Linked DNA regions of Mus musculus: region 1 is linked to region 2. Evidence: chromatin contacts called from public HiChIP or PLAC-seq data. All regions are on one chromosome and are shown on one strand. The core of a region is the stretch at or near the end of the contact, and the rest is flanking DNA. Distances in the headings are between cores, read along the strand shown. Region 1 holds the start of 6430571L13Rik (RIKEN cDNA 6430571L13 gene). Region 2 overlaps Dcaf1 (DDB1 and CUL4 associated factor 1).

Region 1 (4,431 bases), core at 1,218-3,717, 480 kb before region 2:
TCAGAAACACAAGTCAGGACCTCTTCTCTCCCAGCCCTGTCGTGTCCTAAGGGTAAAGGAAGACAGTCAATAACTGCCAAGTAAATGTGTAAATTAACAGCTAACAGCCTCCCACCCAGGTTCTGCATCCCACATAATAGCCCAACTAACTCTGGCCTCTGCTGCTATTGAAACTCCCACACTCCTCTGCTTCACTGCCCTGCTTGCTGCTCACAGAAAACCCCTACCTGCTTCAAACATCTTCCTCTCAAGACCCTGTGTCTGGACCCCTCCCCAACTCCAGTCTTATAAGCCCCAGTCCCAAAGCGCCATGTGCCATTCATGTGTCATTGCTGGTTCTTCCAAGTTAGAACTGCTTATCTGGGCCCCCCAGTAAATAAATCTTAGGTGTGGGTGGGAGGGAATTGAATTATCATTAATAGACATTCTAATTAGCTTGTCTATAAGTCTAAACACTAGTCACCCTCCCCACAAAGGACAGCCTTCCAGACCTTCTTCAGCTTGCCCCGGCTCTCACCATGGCCACAGCCAGGCCAATCACTGTGATGATCCCAAAAGACAGAAGCATGGTGCCCACACCAGCTGCACCACCTGCCACATCAGGGATTCTGGTGTCATTGAAGCTTGTGGTTTCTGGGCTGAGGGTGGCGGTCTCGGTGGTAGAGCCTTCAGCGGCGGTGGCGGGCTCCAAGTCAGGCTCAGTGGTGGGCAGGTGGCTGCTGAACCAGCTCTGAGTAGCTGGGACCCTGGAGTTCATGCTGACACTGGGAGACTGCCAGGGCTCAGTCAACTTGCCCACCGACTTCTGACCTTAGGAGTGTCCAAGGCTGTCGTTCCCGCCACCGTGATGACCACTGGCACAGCAGAACCCTTACCAGGAGACCCCTGCCTCTCTCGGTTCTAGAAAGGCAAGAATAAAAGTAGAGGTTACAGCTAGGGGCATGTCTGTGAGATCAAGTCCCTCTAGAATCTGAAGGCACTGAGGACATAAAGGTTTCAAGACAGAGCTAAGTCAAGTTTATGGGGTATTAGGACATGGGCTTCTGTAGGGACATAGGGACAGGAAAGCAAAGCCCTGTCACCCCTGTACGATGACTATAGTGATTATAATTGGAAGATGGGAGAAGATGCAGGAGGCCTGGAAAAAGTCCACCAATTATCTCTGTAATTGCTACTTCTCCTACTCCTACCTCCTCACTCTCTGCACCCCACATCCCTCCTTCTGCTTGGGAAACACTTGCCCAAGACTCAGACACACCTGATATAACCTCAGGCAAGTCACCCCTCTTCTCTGTGTCTAGTTTTTCTCAAAGTGGGAAATATTACGAACAACCCCATGGTGTTGTAGGGTTAATGGTATATCAGAATGAACCAGTCCCCAGTGGGGTGTGGAGGGAAGAACTTAGATGAGCACAGAAGGCATCCAATAAATGTTCCAAATCCCCATCACTACCACCAACAACCCAGGAGGAGTTAGACACAGCAGTCCCTGGTCCTAGTCAGCTGTGAGACCCATGCTATGGTTGGGACTAGGATGGGGCTGGTGTAGAGACACCAAGAGGCAGGAAGGGTAGACCGAGCTAGATCTTCTGGCAAGGAAGTTGGCAGGGGTGATCCTTGGGCTACCTCCTTTACTCGTAGATGTAAGGCACGGAGTTACATCTTCAGAGGCACTGATGAAATACTCACTTTGAAACACCTATTTCCCTCCGGAGGATGGAAGATCACCCAGCCTCTGTGGGTCTTGGGTAAAGCAGAGTGGGAATGAGTCCTAGCAGTGCTGCAGAGGGGCAGACCTAGAAAGAGAAAGAATTTCTAGCCTATGGCTACATATATGTTTCTCTGTGCGTCTCATAGGTGTACATGGGATGCCTCCTCTTGCAGGTGTGCACATACGTATGAGCGGTGTGCACATATCGTTCATGGTCCCTTAGGAAGGAGCAAAGCTGGCAGAGGGTCATGCATGGAGTAGACGCATTCCTTTCTGTCCTCTCCAGCTTGGCTCAGCAAGAAGTCTCAGGTTCTCTTCTGGGCTCTGTCACTGATCCCAGCCATGACCTTGGACCAGACCCTTAACTTGCTCTGAGTCTGTTTATTACTGGCAAAAAAAGGAGAGAAGCCACCCTGCCGAGTATTTTATTGGCTTGTCTCGGGGGTCCAAAGGGGAAGGGAAGAACACCGGGGTAAAAGTGGTGTGCACCGCGACCTCCAAGAAGCTATCGAGTCTCTTAGTCCTCCCTATCTCAATCCCCACGCCCGCCTCCACGACCCTGTGGTTTCTCCATTCTTGCTCAGAAGCAGCCGATCTCAGCACTTACTTAATCCTCTCCGGTGCGCCGAGCTCAGTCTGAGAAGCTAAGGTTGGTAGTGACCCGCAGGAGGCGTGGGCGGGGGAACACCCAGGCCCGGGCGTTGGGGGCGACAGGTCCCGACTCAAGGTCCGCCTTGCGTGCGCGCAGGATCAGCTAGTATTAGCCTGCGCTGGCTGACAACCTGAGCTGGGGTGGGCTGGGTCCGGACCACGGAGGGGGTGGGGCTGGGATGAGCAGCCTCGGGGGATCCCCAGGAGCCGGAGTGCCTTGCCTCCTGCCCCCCCCAGCGCCTCCGGACCCTGATTGGCTGCTTCGCCTAAAGCTCGATCAGCATTGGCTCACTCGCCTGTCGCTCAGATATAGCTCTGCTCCCAGCGGGAGCTTGGACCTGAAACCGGACAGCTAAAAGAGATTCTCTCTGAGAATACCTCTGACCCTGATGGCCTGCCGGAAGTTAGGCAGAGGACCGTAGGTAGCCAGGTCCTTTCTGGGTCAGAATTCTGACTCCTGGACACCTCCACCCGCACTGGGGCAGACTTGTAAGCCGCAAAAATCATAGGTACAGAGATTTGGTGAGAGCACCACCAGACCTGGAATATTTGAAACCTAAAATGAATTCAGTTTGATCTTCTATTGAATTTATGACCTTGAACAGCAAACTGCTTCTCTTCTTTTGTCTCAGTTTCCTGCCTATATAGGAACTCTGGTGTTTTGGAACAAGGGCGGTTTTTGGTAAGTGACTCCTGGAGACTTCAGTCCAGAGATGTTGAGATGGAATTATCTGTGTGATAGCCCACCTATTCCTCTCATAATAGTTTTCATCCACAGCAAAATTCATCTCAGGACAGAAGTACCGATTTCCTATACCCAAGAGCTGTATCCCCAACCATTTAAAACTACCCTCACCCCATCCCCTAAACAGACTGTGTGTAACCCAGGATGGCCCGATACTTATTATGTTGCCCAGGTTAGTCTTGAACCAAGGCAATCCTCCACCTCCTGGGTGCTTGGGTTTTAATTTTTAATTAATTAGTTTCATGTGTGAGGATGTTTTGTCTGCACACGTATCTGTACACTACATATGTGTCTGGTGTTCAAGGAAGCCAGAAGAGGGCATTGGATCCTCTGGTACTGGAGTTACAGACTGCTGTTAGCCTCCTTGTAGGTGCTCAAAATTGAACCTGGGTCCTTTGGAAAAGCAGCCAGTGCTCTTAACCACTGAGGCATTTCTCCAGACCCCCTTGTACTGGGACTTATAGGTGTGCACCAGTACACCCAACTCCCAGCCCCTCTCCCTTTTTACTCAAGTATTTTATTTTTTACTTTTTTGAAGCAGGATTTCATGTAGCCCAGTCTGGCCTTAAAAGATGAGTTTCTGGTTTCCCTGCCTCCACCTGCTGAAAACTAGGATTTATAAGTATTACCAAACCCCATTTGTGGGCATCAAACCCAGAGTTGTGTGACTGTTAGGTGAGCACATCAATTGAGCTACCCCGTGAACTATTTATTTTTGAATATTTTATGTTATTTCTTAAAATTATAAGTATGTATGTTTGGATGGGTATGTGTACATGGGTGCTTGGAATTGAAACCCAGTTCTCTGCAAGAGCAGTATGTGTTCCTAACCGCTGAGCCATCTCTTCAAGGTCCCGTCCCACCTTTTAAATTTTGAGACAGATTTTTACTAAATTACTCAGGATGGCTTTGAATGTATGGTCCTCCTGCGTCAGCTTCTCCAGAAGCTGTGATTACGTGCCTGCACAACCAGGTCTTGCTATGAATATTACAAAAGATACAACTAAAGCCTAGAAGGTCTGGGCATTTAAACAAAGTTAAACAACGAGCTGCCAACAGAATCAGGATGTAAATCCAGTTTTCCAGTATTCGCTGTTTTGCTATCTGCTCCAAATTCTATGTGCGTGTGAGGTCAGGAGGGTCCTTAGAAACTGGGTCCCTTTCCGAAAACAGAGACTGCCCCCAAACACTGAAACCCAGTCACACGCTGCTAGACCTATCTTACAAGCAGTTAGAACAACGCACCCACCTCCCGCCCCCCAAAATCTGGCTCTCAAGCCCAGCACACGTGGGTGACACCCTCGCGGTTTGTTTTTTGCCCACA
Region 2 (4,531 bases), core at 1,544-4,043:
TGAAGGAATGCCTACAGACAACAAAATTACTGAGGTAATAGATTGTCAGGACATATTTTTCAATCACCTGAAAATTAAGGTAATTTTCAACCTCTTGCAAACCACACTTACCTGGAGATTCTTGGTTTCTGAAGAAGAAAACAATTTGTATACATAGATTAAAAAGTCCCTCTATCAGTCCACCAGAGCAGATCCCAAATAATGAGAATTTATTGATTAGAGAATATAGCACATGTGCTTTTGAAATCAATACAGCTATCATGTGAACATAATAAATAACTGTCCATTTGGGGTTAGTGAACAGTCCACTGTATAATAGGAATATCAAGGCATCACAAGATTATTTGTGAAGGAAGACAAATTCTTATTAAATGTGGATCTCAAGGAAGAAAAATTAACACTTGACAATATTCCTTTCCTCAAAACAGCTTATAATTTAAAATAGGATGGAAGGAAATAAAGTGGTTAAGTAAGACACAAAATATAAGATACAGTGCTATAATAAATAAATACATACTTCATATCAAATACTGATTTCATTCCCCAAAGTGCAGACAAAGGCTGGCTCCAAGTGGCAGATGTCAGAAGTAAGGACCCATCCTATAAGGCAGAGAAGTTAAAAATCATTAGGATTTTAATTACATGTGCCTATAGGGGGCTAGAAAAATGTATTTACCACTAGGGGCCTAAAGCTGGTTCTTTTTTCATAATTTACTGACTGTGCATGTATGTATGGTATACAGGTATGGGGAAGTGTGGTAGGGTTAGGGTAGAAGACGACTTTGCAGAGTTAGTTTCTCCCTCTACCTTTACCTGGGTTCTTTGCAGAGAATGAACTGAGGCAGTCAGGATTTGCACAGTAAGCACCTCCCCCACTAACCCACCTTGATGGTCTGGGCTTTTTTGTTTTTCTTCTGTTGAAATAGGTCCTGTGTACTCGGGCTGGCAGAGAACTTTAACTCAAATTGGCTTTGAACTCCCAAAAGTCCTTCCTCTGTTCCCCATGTATCACCTCACATAGCTAAACCCCCCCTATCAAAAGATGGCCAAGTATCTCATTTTCCTTCTGAAATGAGTCAACATCAATTCTAGTTAACGACTCATCTAAAATAAAGTCCAATAAATGGTAAGACTCTTTTAACTCTAGTTCCCTTTGTTAATCCATCTTAAAATGAGAGCAGCCAGGAAGGAACCCTCACCCTTGACGGTTCAAGGTGTGTGATGGCTGAGTTGTGACAGTTATAGCTGGCCTCTTCCTGTCCACTAAACACATTGTAGAGCTTCAGCTGCCCTGTACAAGTGCCAAGCATCAGGAACCGCTCCCGGGCTGAGAATGCACAACAGGTGAAGCCACTTTCATCTTCATTAGCTTCCCGGAATACTGAAATCGGACGAAATCTAAACGAGGGGTTGGGGGAAGAGCATAAATCAGAATAAAGCATGTCCGGGAACTCTGAAACACAAAATTTTGCTAGATGGTATTTTGTTTCAAAATGTGAAGCCTTTCAAATAAAAAGTGGATTCTAAAGCATTAGAGTGACATTCAATAGTTTAAATTCTCAATGAAAAAAAGACTTGTGGAAAGTGTGTAGACCCATGATCTGTACCTATGATTTATAAAGAATCACACAGAAGGAAACATGGCTGGCACAAAAGGCAAGTTTGAGAAATGGCTAAAACAACCTACTGGTTGTGACGACAGCAAAGAGATCTTACTGCCGAGAATCTAAATAACCCATAACTGACTGATTAGTTCATACAGCACATAAAGGACACTCAGTTAATCTTCAGGCCAGCAAATGACTTTAACTAATGACTCAGGGATGATACTGACCAAACACTGATTTAAATAAAAGAATCATCCCAAGGAATTCCGGGAACCTCTCCTTACCTGCTAAAGATAAGGTGCCTATCAAAGCATCCGCCATCTACCCCTCCATATTTTGGAAATGATGCCCTGCGGTTTAGCCTTGAGGTAAAGTTTATTGGCGCTTGCCGCCTCTGTTTTGGTTCAGGACACTGATGAGGAGTAAAGAGAGAAAAAGGAGGACAGGTGGCAACGGGGTTCTTGCATCGAGCATGTTGCTCTCTAAGATACTCTGTGATGATACTGTCCAGCGTAGGTGGGGAAGGAAGATGTCTATCCAATTGTTTTTTTATGGCAGGGCTCTGGCTGTATGCACCATGGTCCGACTTCTGCCGCAACACTCGAATTTTCCTGCCATTGCACGGTGATGGCCTCTCTCTGATAAAACTGATCCTACCAATCAAAGGGGAATTGCCTGCATATGATGGGCCAGGCAAAGGCAATGAACCCTGGGGGGGCCGTGGTGGAGGATGGGCAGGGGGAGCAGAAGGGGCAGAAGCACCCACAGTAGCATGGCTGCCCAGTCGACTTGCAATGCCGTTGGCAATCCGAGGGGTCCGGGGAAGAGAGACAGGAGAAGCAGCAGCAGTCACTGGGGTGAAGGCAGAAGAATGTGAGGCAGCAGTCATGGGCAGGTCAGCCTCTCTCGTCAGCACAGTTGCTGTCTCTCCAAGCCCTTTAGAAATGAGATGGTTCCGTATCAACAGGAGCAGCTCTTTCTCAGGGAAGGAGATCCTCGACTGAGCAACAACATCTGCTTTCTGCAGTCGTGCGAGAGACACATCAGTGCCAATGAGAAGAGGCTTTCCTGATACACGCTCAATGAGCTCAGCAGCGTATTTGCAGAACTTGACATGGTCACTACGCTTATCCTGCAGCACAGGCTCTTTCATCAGCTGTTGAATCTGGCAGCTACTAAAAAGGGGAAGTTTACTGATGATCTGTCGAACAGTGCTACTTCGAGACAGGCCTACAAGGGCTTTGCAGGCCAGGGCCCGGATCTGGTCTGCGTCTGTAATGGGCATCTTGATGGACAACAGGGACAGAAGCACCTTGATGCCATTGTTGGACTGGACCACATTCCACATCTTGGCCAGAGTATGCTCACTACTCTTGGGAGTCTGAGACAGCTTTCTCCGAGGAGTTCCAGAAATAAATTTGCCAATACTGGATATTCGGTTATCTGGACCACATACACAATTGATGATAATTTGAAGTGCTGACTTCTGAATTTCAGCATCATGGATAAAGAACTCACCCTCAGCCACGCCCAAAATAATGCTGATACCTATAACATAGGAAAAATTACATTATTCCTCATAAAACTAATAGCTAGAAGACTCATGTCAAGATATTACAGGAACAGTTTATACATTTATCTTTAGTGTGCACTATTAACAACAGCCAAGTTATGGGATCAGTACAAGCATCCATCAACAGACAAATGGACAAACCTTATGCACAAAGAAATCTTACTCAGCAATAAAAAAAAATGAAATTATGTTATTTTACAAGAAAACAGACAGGGTGGGCAAAATGGCTTATTGGCTAAAAAGCTCTTGGCATCAAGCCTAAGAACTGACATTTGTGGACAGAACTTACTCCAGTAAGTTACCCTCTTTTCCTCCACACATACACCAGAGTGTGCAAGAACACACACAAAACAAATAATAAAATGTAAATAGGAAAAAAAGAAAATAGATGGATCTCAAGATATAAAATAACATAATTCACATATAAAATCTAGAATTAAAATGAAACAGAAGAAAAACTTACATATCTAGGATGTCAGTATTCAGAAAGCCAAGACAGGAAGATACTAACAATTTCAAGGCAAGCTTGGGCTAAAAGTAAACTCCAGGCCAGCATGGACTAGAATAAGAACATGTCTCAAAAACAACTCACCACTAGAAAAGGAATGGAACTAAAACAGAGCCTAAGAAAGAGAAAAATGGTGACCTTTGTGTTCTATTTTATTGGTTTCCTTTTTGTTTTGTTTTTTGAGACAGTCTCTCTCTTCACAGCACTAGCTGTCCTAAAACTCACTCTGTAGACCAGGCTGACCTCCAACTCAGAGATCCACCTGCCGCTGCCTCCCAAGTATTGGGATTAAAAGTATGCACTACCATACCTGGCAAAGGAAGACTCTTAAAAAGGGAAAAGACAGGGGCTGGAGAGATGGCTTATCGGTTAAGAGCACTGACTGCTCTACTAGAGGTCCTGAATTCAATTTCCAGCAACCACATGGTGTCTCACACCATCTGTAATGGGATCTGATGCCCTCTTCTGGAGTGTCTGAAGAGAACAACAATCCACATACATAAAACAAATAAATCTTTTTTTAAAAAAAAAGGAAAAGATGAGGGTGATGGGAGGAAGACAAACAAATAAAGTGTCCTGTCCTATATACAGAATCTGAGTTTAAATTCGTGTGTGTTGAAGAGGGACAAGAAGGTGGGAAGGAGGAAGTGGAAGGTACATGTGAGCTAGGTACCATTATTCTATAGAGTTTTAAGGGCCAAGGAGATGGCTCAGAGGGCAAAAAGGCTTGCTGTGTAATGTATAAGCCTGATGACTAAGTTTGATAACCAGAACCTATATTTTAAAAAAAAGAATAAAATGGATGTTGTACTAAAAGCACTTCCACAGGAAAACAAAGATGGG

Evidence for each region. HiChIP or PLAC-seq counts read pairs in DNA pulled down with a chosen protein or histone mark.
Region 1: a contact with region 2 is called in an H3K4me3 HiChIP or PLAC-seq map of bone marrow-derived macrophages, with 3 times the contacts expected there. The contact joins the promoter of 6430571L13Rik here to the enhancer-like site in region 2. A contact is called at or near these places in 2 of 39 promoter capture datasets (embryonic stem cells and liver), 2 of 15 datasets of contacts at CTCF or cohesin (embryonic stem cells and large pre-B cells), 5 of 115 datasets of contacts at active chromatin or transcription factors (the 230-238 cell line, bone marrow-derived macrophages, embryonic hindbrain and 1 more) and 1 of 9 other capture datasets (adipose tissue).

The regions. Positions count from the first base shown.
Region 1 is chr9:107,338,676-107,343,106 of GRCm38.p6, reverse strand. It overlaps 6430571L13Rik (RIKEN cDNA 6430571L13 gene), which reads right to left and starts at 2,467. Exons shown (of 6, transcript NM_175486.3): 1 at 2,319-2,467; 2 at 1,690-1,796; 3 at 518-900. The coding sequence starts at 757. It also overlaps a transcript of Hemk1 not described here.
Region 2 is chr9:106,856,448-106,860,978 of GRCm38.p6, reverse strand. It overlaps Dcaf1 (DDB1 and CUL4 associated factor 1), which reads right to left. Exons shown (of 24, transcript NM_001373930.1): 14 at 1,892-3,155; 15 at 1,200-1,398; 16 at 518-600; 17 at 1-11. Among named protein-coding and RNA genes, the nearest start is that of Rbm15b, 28 kb to the left of the region's middle. Within about 2 kb of position 2,793, at least 13 of the 459 cell types and tissues checked have an H3K27ac peak or open chromatin away from gene starts, as enhancers often do. A contact at or near this core is called in bone marrow-derived macrophages, where this site is marked.